Regions from separate parts of the Mus musculus genome. Here region 1 is linked to region 2. The links are chromatin contacts, called in public Hi-C maps. All regions are on one chromosome and are shown on one strand. Each heading gives the region's core, a stretch centred on a gene start, on an enhancer-like site or on the middle of the called end of the contact. The rest is flanking DNA. Distances are from core to core; before and after follow the strand shown. Region 1 overlaps Gm32728 (a long non-coding RNA gene). Region 2 has its middle 120 kb from the start of Gm32728.

Evidence for each region. A called contact is a pair of places that touch in the nucleus more often than the background predicts.
Region 1: a contact with region 2 is called in a Hi-C map of uterus, with 5 times the contacts expected there. The contact joins two enhancer-like sites. A contact is called at or near these places in 11 of 484 Hi-C or Micro-C datasets (MC3T3-E1-derived osteoblasts, embryonic stem cells, liver and 4 more) and 1 of 115 datasets of contacts at active chromatin or transcription factors (the NIH/3T3 cell line).

The regions. Positions count from the first base shown.
Region 1 is chr8:104,020,333-104,024,501 of GRCm38.p6, reverse strand. All of the region lies in intron 1 of Gm32728 (a long non-coding RNA gene), which reads left to right. Among named protein-coding and RNA genes, the nearest start is that of Gm32728, 14 kb to the left of the region's middle. Within about 2 kb of position 1,276, at least 93 of the 459 cell types and tissues checked have an H3K27ac peak or open chromatin away from gene starts, as enhancers often do. A contact at or near this core is called in tail fibroblasts and uterus, where this site is marked.
Region 2 is chr8:103,911,800-103,915,927 of GRCm38.p6, reverse strand. No RefSeq gene overlaps it. Among named protein-coding and RNA genes, the nearest start is that of Gm32728, 120 kb to the left of the region's middle. Within about 2 kb of position 2,152, at least 39 of the 459 cell types and tissues checked have an H3K27ac peak or open chromatin away from gene starts, as enhancers often do. A contact at or near this core is called in tail fibroblasts and uterus, where this site is marked.

The sequences.
Region 1 (4,169 bases), core at 27-2,526, 110 kb before region 2:
AAATATATTGCCAACAAATCTGGGTCAGAAGAGCAGCAGGCTGATCAGGCCAGAACTAGATTTCAGTGCATGCGCATAAGGCAAACCGTGTTCTCAAAGCTAACCTTTATGGGGAGCTCCTAACTTACTGCCTAGCATCTATGCATACTTGGGCACACATGTGATTAAATGAGATGCATTCTGGGAAGGGACATGGGCAGTGGGATTATATGATCTAATTTCTCAATCAAAATGGAGACCCGCCCAAACCACACCCCATTGTAGCAATCTCTCTTTCCTTTACATCCCATAAAAAGATACCCTAGGCTGAAACCTGGGTCCCTTGAGTACCCTAAAGAAGTGGCCTAGTGTTCCCTCATCTTTTCTATTGGTTTGCCTGAAGTAAACTTTCCTTGATACTTTTGAAAATTTGTGGGGGCTTTTATTTCAAATCTTCGAATAAGAGTAGGTCAAGAACCTTCGAAACATTTGGGCCTGTCCCCAACCATGGATACTATTTAATAGTTCTTAGCTCTGCAGCCTGGGTAGAATTGGGCTGGTAACATCTATGGAATAAATCCTGTTGTGTCTGGGTATAGTTTTTACCCAGAGAGCTCATATCTTGGTGCTTGGGATGGTGATAAAAGGAGCAGTGGAACCTTTAAACTGTGGTCTCCATCCTATCCCATCCCGTTGCTATGGTGACACCATCTGCCAAGAGGTTCTTATCTGAGCTGAGCGATATCCTTGAACATCCAGAACTCTGAGCTCAATAGACCACCTTTCTCACTAAAAATAACTTGCCTAGGGGATTTTACTCATAGCAACAGAAACAGATTAATACAGTGGAGAAGAAGATATATAGGAATCTATGAGGCTAAAGTCTGGTCCTACGTAGAGAGAGCAGTTTGCAGGGAACAGATTGCCACAATGTGACCCAGCACATCTGACTGTTCAAACCCACAGTCCACTCCTAGAAGGCTATGGACATGTGTCCTTGCACTGTCCTACGATCCAGAGAAGCTGGGATCCTGAGCTGGGTGAAGTCTCCCACAGGGAACAATTCCAACCCATGTGACTATAGCAGCAGTGAGCTGGGTGAGAACACACAGCCTGAGCAGCTGGGCCTAGACCCAATATTGCAATCTGTCTGGGGCCTCAGATGATGAGGTTGTGAAGGAATGTCTGCGGAGGTAGGTGGGTGTGGCCTGGGAGCCTGGATGGCACCAGTTGCTAGGCTTTCTAGCCCTGGCTGCCAGCATCCTTCCTGGCCAGCTCAGTGCACACACATCTGGAGGCAATTGTCTGAAGCTGCTGGGGTGGGGCCCAGGCTGTGGCTGGAGCTTTGTGCTGTGCAGACCACACAGGGTCCTCACTTGCTCTGGTACTTACTCCACGTGGATCAGGAAGGCAGAGGAGAAAGAAAGAAAGAGAGGCATGTGGGTGGGAGGATGTGGGATGCACTCAGCACATCTCTTTCTTCGGAAGACTTTTTGGCTTTCCCCAGCGAATCAGAAAGTCCAAGGGAGGAAGCTGACTGCACTCTAGCCACACCATGTCTAAATCAAGCAGAACCACAGCACACATGTTTTTACTTTTAAACTCATCAAAGGAACTTCTGGCCTGTACAGAGTCCTAAAAATACACCCTGATCTCTCCTCATGCCCCACCCTCTCCTCTGATTTCTTTTTTCCCCCGCCGTCGTGACTTGAACACTGTTGGCAGTGTGCTCTCTTTCTCTCGTTTTAAGCAGCAGGGCCACATTCAAAAGTTCATACCAAATAAATCTACTGAGGGTCAGTAGGACAGACGTGGGGTTCTGCTGGGAGAAACAACTTGTTCTTTGGTACAGAGGGTGTTAGCACTAGAGAAAACCCAGCCTAGAGAGGAGCAGGGATTTATTTTCAACTCACAAAAGATGTCGGACTGCAAGCGCTACCCCATGAGTTGCTATCCCCTCTCTGGGATAACTGGGATTGTGTCTTATGTGGGATGAAACCTCATCAAGGCGAAGCAAGGAGGCTTTGTGGTGGGAGGCATCAGGCAGGGCTGGAAGAGAGAAATCCTGTCCTGGTTGCCTGGATTCAGTTTCCTAACTCGTTTATTTGGCCACAATGAACTCTCAGGTCCCCATTTGGAAACTGTAATGGAACAGGAGCACCACTGTCTTAGTCACGGTTTCTATTCCTCCACAAAACCTCATGACCAAGAAGCAAGCTGGGGAGGAAAGGGTTTATTCAGCTTACACTTCCGCATTGCTGTTCATCCCCAAAGGAAGTCGGGACAGGAGCTCACACTGGGCAGGAACTTGGAAGCAGGAGCTGATGCAGAGGCCATGGAGGGGTGCTGCTTACTGGCTTGCTTCCCCTGGCTTGCTCAGCCTGCTTTCTTATAGAACCCGGGACTACCAGCCAAGGGATGGGCCCAGCCAAGGGATGGCACCACCCATAATGGACTGAGCCCTACCCACTTGATCACTAATTGAAAAAAAATGCCTTACAGCTGTTTTTCATTTCCTCAAGGGAGGCTTCTTCTCTGTGATAACTCCAGCTTGTGTCAAGCTGACACACAAAGCTAGCTAATACAGTCACTAACATTTGTGACTTACTGAGCAATGAGTACGTAAACCCCCCCATATCTCATTTCATCTGATCTTCCAGTTTCAGGCAGGCACTGGGGATTCTAGGCTGAAGAAAAGGAAAGCCAGGCTCCGGCAGATGAATTGACTTCTCTAGGATGTGCAGTGAGTTCAAACCCAGCCCACTGGTGACTCTTACCTTCGTATTGGTTGCCATTTTCTTTGTTCCATAGGCTAGAGGTGAGAGTTCACAGAAATCTTGGGTAGGGTAAGGTAGAAAGGCCTGCGATCACCATCAGCGTGGCAGAGCCCTGTGAGACATGGAGGTAGAGGATCGGGGCAGAAAACATCTCTTGCTGGCCCTCTTCCAGCTTGCCTTCTTTTTCCCTTGTCTTCTTTTTCTGTGGGGTACCGCAGCCTCTGGAGCTGAGTCCTAGCTCCTCCCGCATCTCCTGACTCCCAGAGGACATCTGAGATAACTCTGAGGTAATCTGTGGCTATCAAGGTGTCAGTGGATGAACCTTTTGGATCAGGTACCTCGGTTGAGCCAGCGAGGTTCCTGGGCAGCTTCTGAAATCTAGTCCTGGGGATGGCTTGATCCGCTGGCTGCTCCTGCTTCTGTCAAGGCACAATCAGATTGCACAGTTCCCACAGTGAGAGTGCACGTGACCAGCTCTCTTCCACTACCCAGCCCCTTTCCTGGTGGCTGACCTGCCTAGGACCTTCCAAGTGGCTGACAAGAGGTTGGGGAAGACAGTCTGTGGCCAGTGCCCATGACTTTCTAGGTAGCAAGGACAGCACTGGGCTGCCCTAAACTGGAGTTACAGAGGACAGAACTCCAGATTGGCAGCTGGCTTGGGTGGGGCTCTTCCTAGGTGTCACTGACCAAGTGGATGAGCTAGGGACTTCTCAACCAATCTTCTCTAGCTTGGGGACCGGGTGGAATCCATGTTCTGAGCCCAGTGCTGCCTACTGCTGCGTGCACATATTACTCGACCAGGCTAAAAACATTTCGTCCTTCTTCAGAGCTGGGCATTTATCTAGCGCAGATGAGATAAGGAAGGCAGGGTTGCAGGAGGTTTGATGCTGGGAATTGGAGGGCAGCTCAGCCTCCGTGTGGAGCAGCTGCGTGAGGTCTGCAGCACATTGTGTTCTGGGGCGCCAGATGAAACAGTATTGGAAGAGAATTACAGGTTTTCTTTGTGGGCAGCAAGCAGACAGAGCATTCCCAGGTTTCTAGGCTCCTTTCCCCCTCTCCACCCTGGCTTGGGGCTGGAGGGATCGCTGTTATTGACTGTTGGAGCGTTTGTGTGCTCCAATCCTTTGTCAGTTGAATTTAGCTTTTGACCTTTCTTAATTTAACCCAGTTCTCCTGGATGGATGACATTCTGGATGGAGTCTACAGGAGTTGGTGGAGGTAGTGCCCTTTCCCCTGCAGCCTTCAGGCTCTGGCTTGTCTTTAGTAGGAGCTTCAAGAAGAGATCTGGTGAACTTTGAAAAGGTGGAGTGTTCTCTGTGATGCTCCTTCCCACTGAAGCACCGAGAGAGGAAGGGTGTTCTTGGAGCTCAGGAAGCTAAGAAGACTTAAACACTACTGCATCTCATGAGAATG
Region 2 (4,128 bases), core at 903-3,402:
TTTTATTTTATTTTATTTTATTTTATTTTATTTTATTTCTTTTGGAGACAGCATCTTGCTGTGTAGCTCAGCTTCCCAAGCGCCAGGATACAGGTCTGCATCTGTGCATTCAGGTTCCAGCTTCCACTGACCAATCCTTTCTCCCAGTCTGCGCGATCTTCTTTCTTTAAAGTGATAGCCAGCAGAGAAAAAGGTGGCAAAGATGCCAGGGTCCAGAAATGTTTTTTTGGCTTAGGGGCTTGTACTCGTGTGGGTCCAAGGGCATGGGGGACTGAGTCTACTTCTGAGTACAATTCCCTGTGGCTTCTGAACTTAAGCAAACAGATGAGTAATAGGCTCAAATCTTCAACTGCATTCTGATGTCTAAACCAAGTCACAAGAGTGGGTTGAATCCAGGAGTGGGGAAGAAAGCCTCCCCCTGCAAACACCAAAGAGATGGAGGTAATACAGCTATCAGTAGACCGGAGAACTGGGTCATCTTTGCTAATAGTGTATTCCATGTCTCGGTGGGAAAGCTTATCCTGCCTAGCAGGCATCTTGCTACACAGAGTCAGAGTGGAACCCAGCATTTTTTGTTGCCTCTCATGGCAAAACCTCTAGGTGGACCTTTAAGATGTCGTTTCAAAAACACCTTGTGCACCAAAGGTTTATTCTAACACTCAGCCCAAGGCCAGGCATGGAGACCTGTACAGGGGATGAGGAAGCCCTGGCAGGTAAGAACTTTGGAAGAGGTTAGGTCTGGCTCTGAATCCTTGCACTTAACAAGCGATGGGCTTTGTGGGCAACTGTCTGTCTCTTGATGAGAAAGTTTTGTATTTCTTTTTTTTTTAAATCAATAAAATGCAGATGATAAGGTCTGTCTCACAGGGAAGCCGTGAGACCTGAGCTGTGTACCGTAAGTTAAAGTGCTTAGCAAGCACCTGCTCTACTGCAACAGCCACTAAATGGTAGCTATTATTATCAATAATAAATGCAGGCTGAAGGAATGCAGAAATGAATGAATGTCTTTGCAACATTCAGCCAAATGGGCACGACTTCCTTTCTCCCTCCCTCGCTCCCATCCTGGCTCAGGTAATAATATATACACAAGGGTCAAGCTAAGCCATCCACCATTTGTAGTTTTTTTTTTTTTTTTTCCGATAAGAGATCACAGCTACGAGGCTCCCTGGTCCTGGGATGGATTAAAAGCACCCCATTCTGCTTTGCCACAAAACTTCTTCACAAGTCTGTGTCCCTCCCCCGCACACCCCAACTCCTCTCGAGCTCTGTGTGTGCCCAGGAAAATGGAGGCACACCTGTGCTAGCAGCCTGCCGAGAGGCATTTTCTTCCCCTCTGTTGCCTGGGCGATTCTGACTACACACCTGCAAAAGAGCCTTCTTTTCCTCCCCAGCTCCAAATCAAAGTGAGTCTTCACTCTCCAAGCTGCCTGCAGAGGGAGCACACACAGGGAGGACTTGAAGAGAGCAGAACAATTAGACACGGGAGCTGGCCCCTCTCTGAGGCTGAAGCTGTTTTTAGCTCTGCCTCTCAGGCAGACAGGCCTGGCCTTGGGGGTCTGGGCCCAGCCTGATGAATTAAGGACAACAGAAGTCTGTTGGCTTAGGAGAGGTTCTCCTTATAAGGGGCTGAGCAGGGAGGTTCTCCCTTTGTTTTTCCGTTTCTCTGTAATGACAGGGCTCCCCAACACACCTACACTGCCTGCCTCTGTTCAAATGTTCTTAGTCAAACAACCCAGTGTAACCAACAATACCAATAAACTCTCCCCACCACATGCTTTTAGTGGGAAACAAAAAAAAAGACACGTTCTGGAATCCAAAACTGCATGTCAATCTGATGATTTGGAACTGTGGATGAAGAAGGAATTTGGAGCAGGGGCAGGATTCCAGATGCTTCCAGGAAGAGAAAAAAGGTTTCTTCAAAGGTCTGGGTCAGTTTCGGGTGTGCAGTCAGGAGATCCTGGGGTAGGGTGGGAGGAGTGGGGGTGTCTAGCAGGCTGCAGGTGAGTTTTGCTTTTTATGCAAGAGGGACCCTTTCTGGAGGCAAATGGGCTCCAGGCTGCCATTATCTGTTGGAAAAAATAGCTCTGGATTTGGATCTAAGGAAGACTATAAACGAGGAGCGCAGAGACTTGCTTTCCAGCCTTGTGGGAGTCCGGGTAGTTTTAAATGAAGGGCAGATGCAGCCTTGGGCTAGATTCTACCTCCCTCGGTCCTGCAGTAACCTTATTAAAGAATAAAAATAAAGGCAGGAGTTTTATGATGACGAAGAAGAAAAGGCAGGGCCAGGCAGCTTCTCCAGCAAGGGGTGGGAGTGGGCTCTGGGATGTGCGGGAAGGATATGGGTTGGGTCTCTCTGTCTAAGGTGCAGAGATGAGGGGAGGGGCTATGGACAGATCCAGAGGCCATGGGCTGACTGTCCAGGCTGGGTTTGGGGGGCAGGAGGCAGGGTTGTCCTTCTGAGGGCTGGTCTCTTGGCCAGGCCAATTGCTTTCTTTGTTTCCTAAGGGAAAACAGCACCTGGCTCCTGGGAGAGGCCTACACCAATTTGCTGGTCCCCTAAAGGAAAGCTAGCTGCTGTTTGTAGTGTGGGCTCTTTAGCATTAGAGTTTTGTGAGAAACCCCAGATTGAGTGAAAACCATGTTGACACTCTCGGCTCTTGGAACAGTGCACACCACTCCACTCTGTGCGTCCTGTCCTTTTGTAATGGGGCTGCCCCCACTGCTTTGGATCTTGGTCCTGAGAAAGAACAGAGCTGAAGTGTTTGGACACTGGCCTGCAGTACAGATGGCCTGGAGCTGTGGGCCAGGGGTTAGTGTGAGCCCAGGGGCAGAACAAGAGTGAGGAAGAACCACATGACTATCATGACTAGAAAGACTCATGGAGCCCCCAGCTCCTTGGGAGTGGGTGTACAGGACCAGGCTTGAGGCCGGGGAGGGATGGGGGCCAGTGAAGAGCTGTGCTGCTGGATTCTGGGCTGGGAAAGTGAGGCAGGGCACAGGAGGAAGACTCTTCTTTGATGGACACAGATTATCCCAGGCTGCTGAGATGGGCTTCATGACGTAAGAGTAGGGGCCAAGTTAGAGGCCTTCAGCCAGGCTGGAGGAACATGAAGACAAGGGGCATTTATTCAGGTGTGTAGTGGAGTGTGTTGGCAGCGTTTCCTTGTCTTTGGATATAGCCTCCCAATCCTCCCTCTCTGACTCCAGTCTTCCTGGTTGTATCCTCTTTTGCTTGGTCTGTATAAGCCACAAACCTTACTGTGCTTCTGTCCTGCCCTTGGGTTTTCCCCAGGGCTCCCAACTACTCGAGAATAGCATCCAAACCCTTTACTGCCTTCTGCAAAGCTGTCTGCAGTCTTGAACTTGCTCTCTTTTGCTTCTCTCCATCCTGGGGCAAATGACTACTTATTCTCCGAACTATTGGTTTGTCTGCTCCAATCCTCAGCCTCTCTTCAAGGTAGGCAAGGGATTGACTTACAATTCCCATCTTTCAAACGGCTTCAATTCTCTCAGGACCCCGTGCTTTTGTCTGAGGTCTTGCTCTGCCCTTTGCAGAATATGAACCTGCCTGTGTGTTAGGACAGCTGAGCAAGGGTGGGAGACCCCTTGGAGCCACTCTCTGTCAGTGACTGGCAGGAGTGGAGAACAAATATCCACTTTCCAGGGACCTGTGATACAGATGACATACTCTAAATCTCCCAGGGGTCCCTTGGAGATTGTGTTTTTGGATCCTCTACATTGGTCCATACCTCAACCCTCTCAGGCTTCTGAAACCATTTCCCCGGTATTCATTGACACTCACCGCTCATCTCATGACTGAAAGCCAGAACACCTTCACTGTTTCTTCTACCCAGAGCTCCATGCCAGCCTAGAGACCCATTGCTAAGAGTTGTGTTTCAGAGCTTCAGATCTGGATTTTGCTGACCTCCTGTGGGCAAACCACTGGGACTCACCAGGGACAGTCCTTTAGAGCCAGTGCTCTCTGTCCTGGAATCCTGGAGTCTCTTGTTTCTTGTACCTAAGGCTTCCTTATACTGGCACAGCATGAAGCCAGCAGTCTGGTGTTCAGGAACCCACACTGGTTAGCTGGGTTGAAAGGTGGAAATTAGCATCTTCTGCATTTGACAG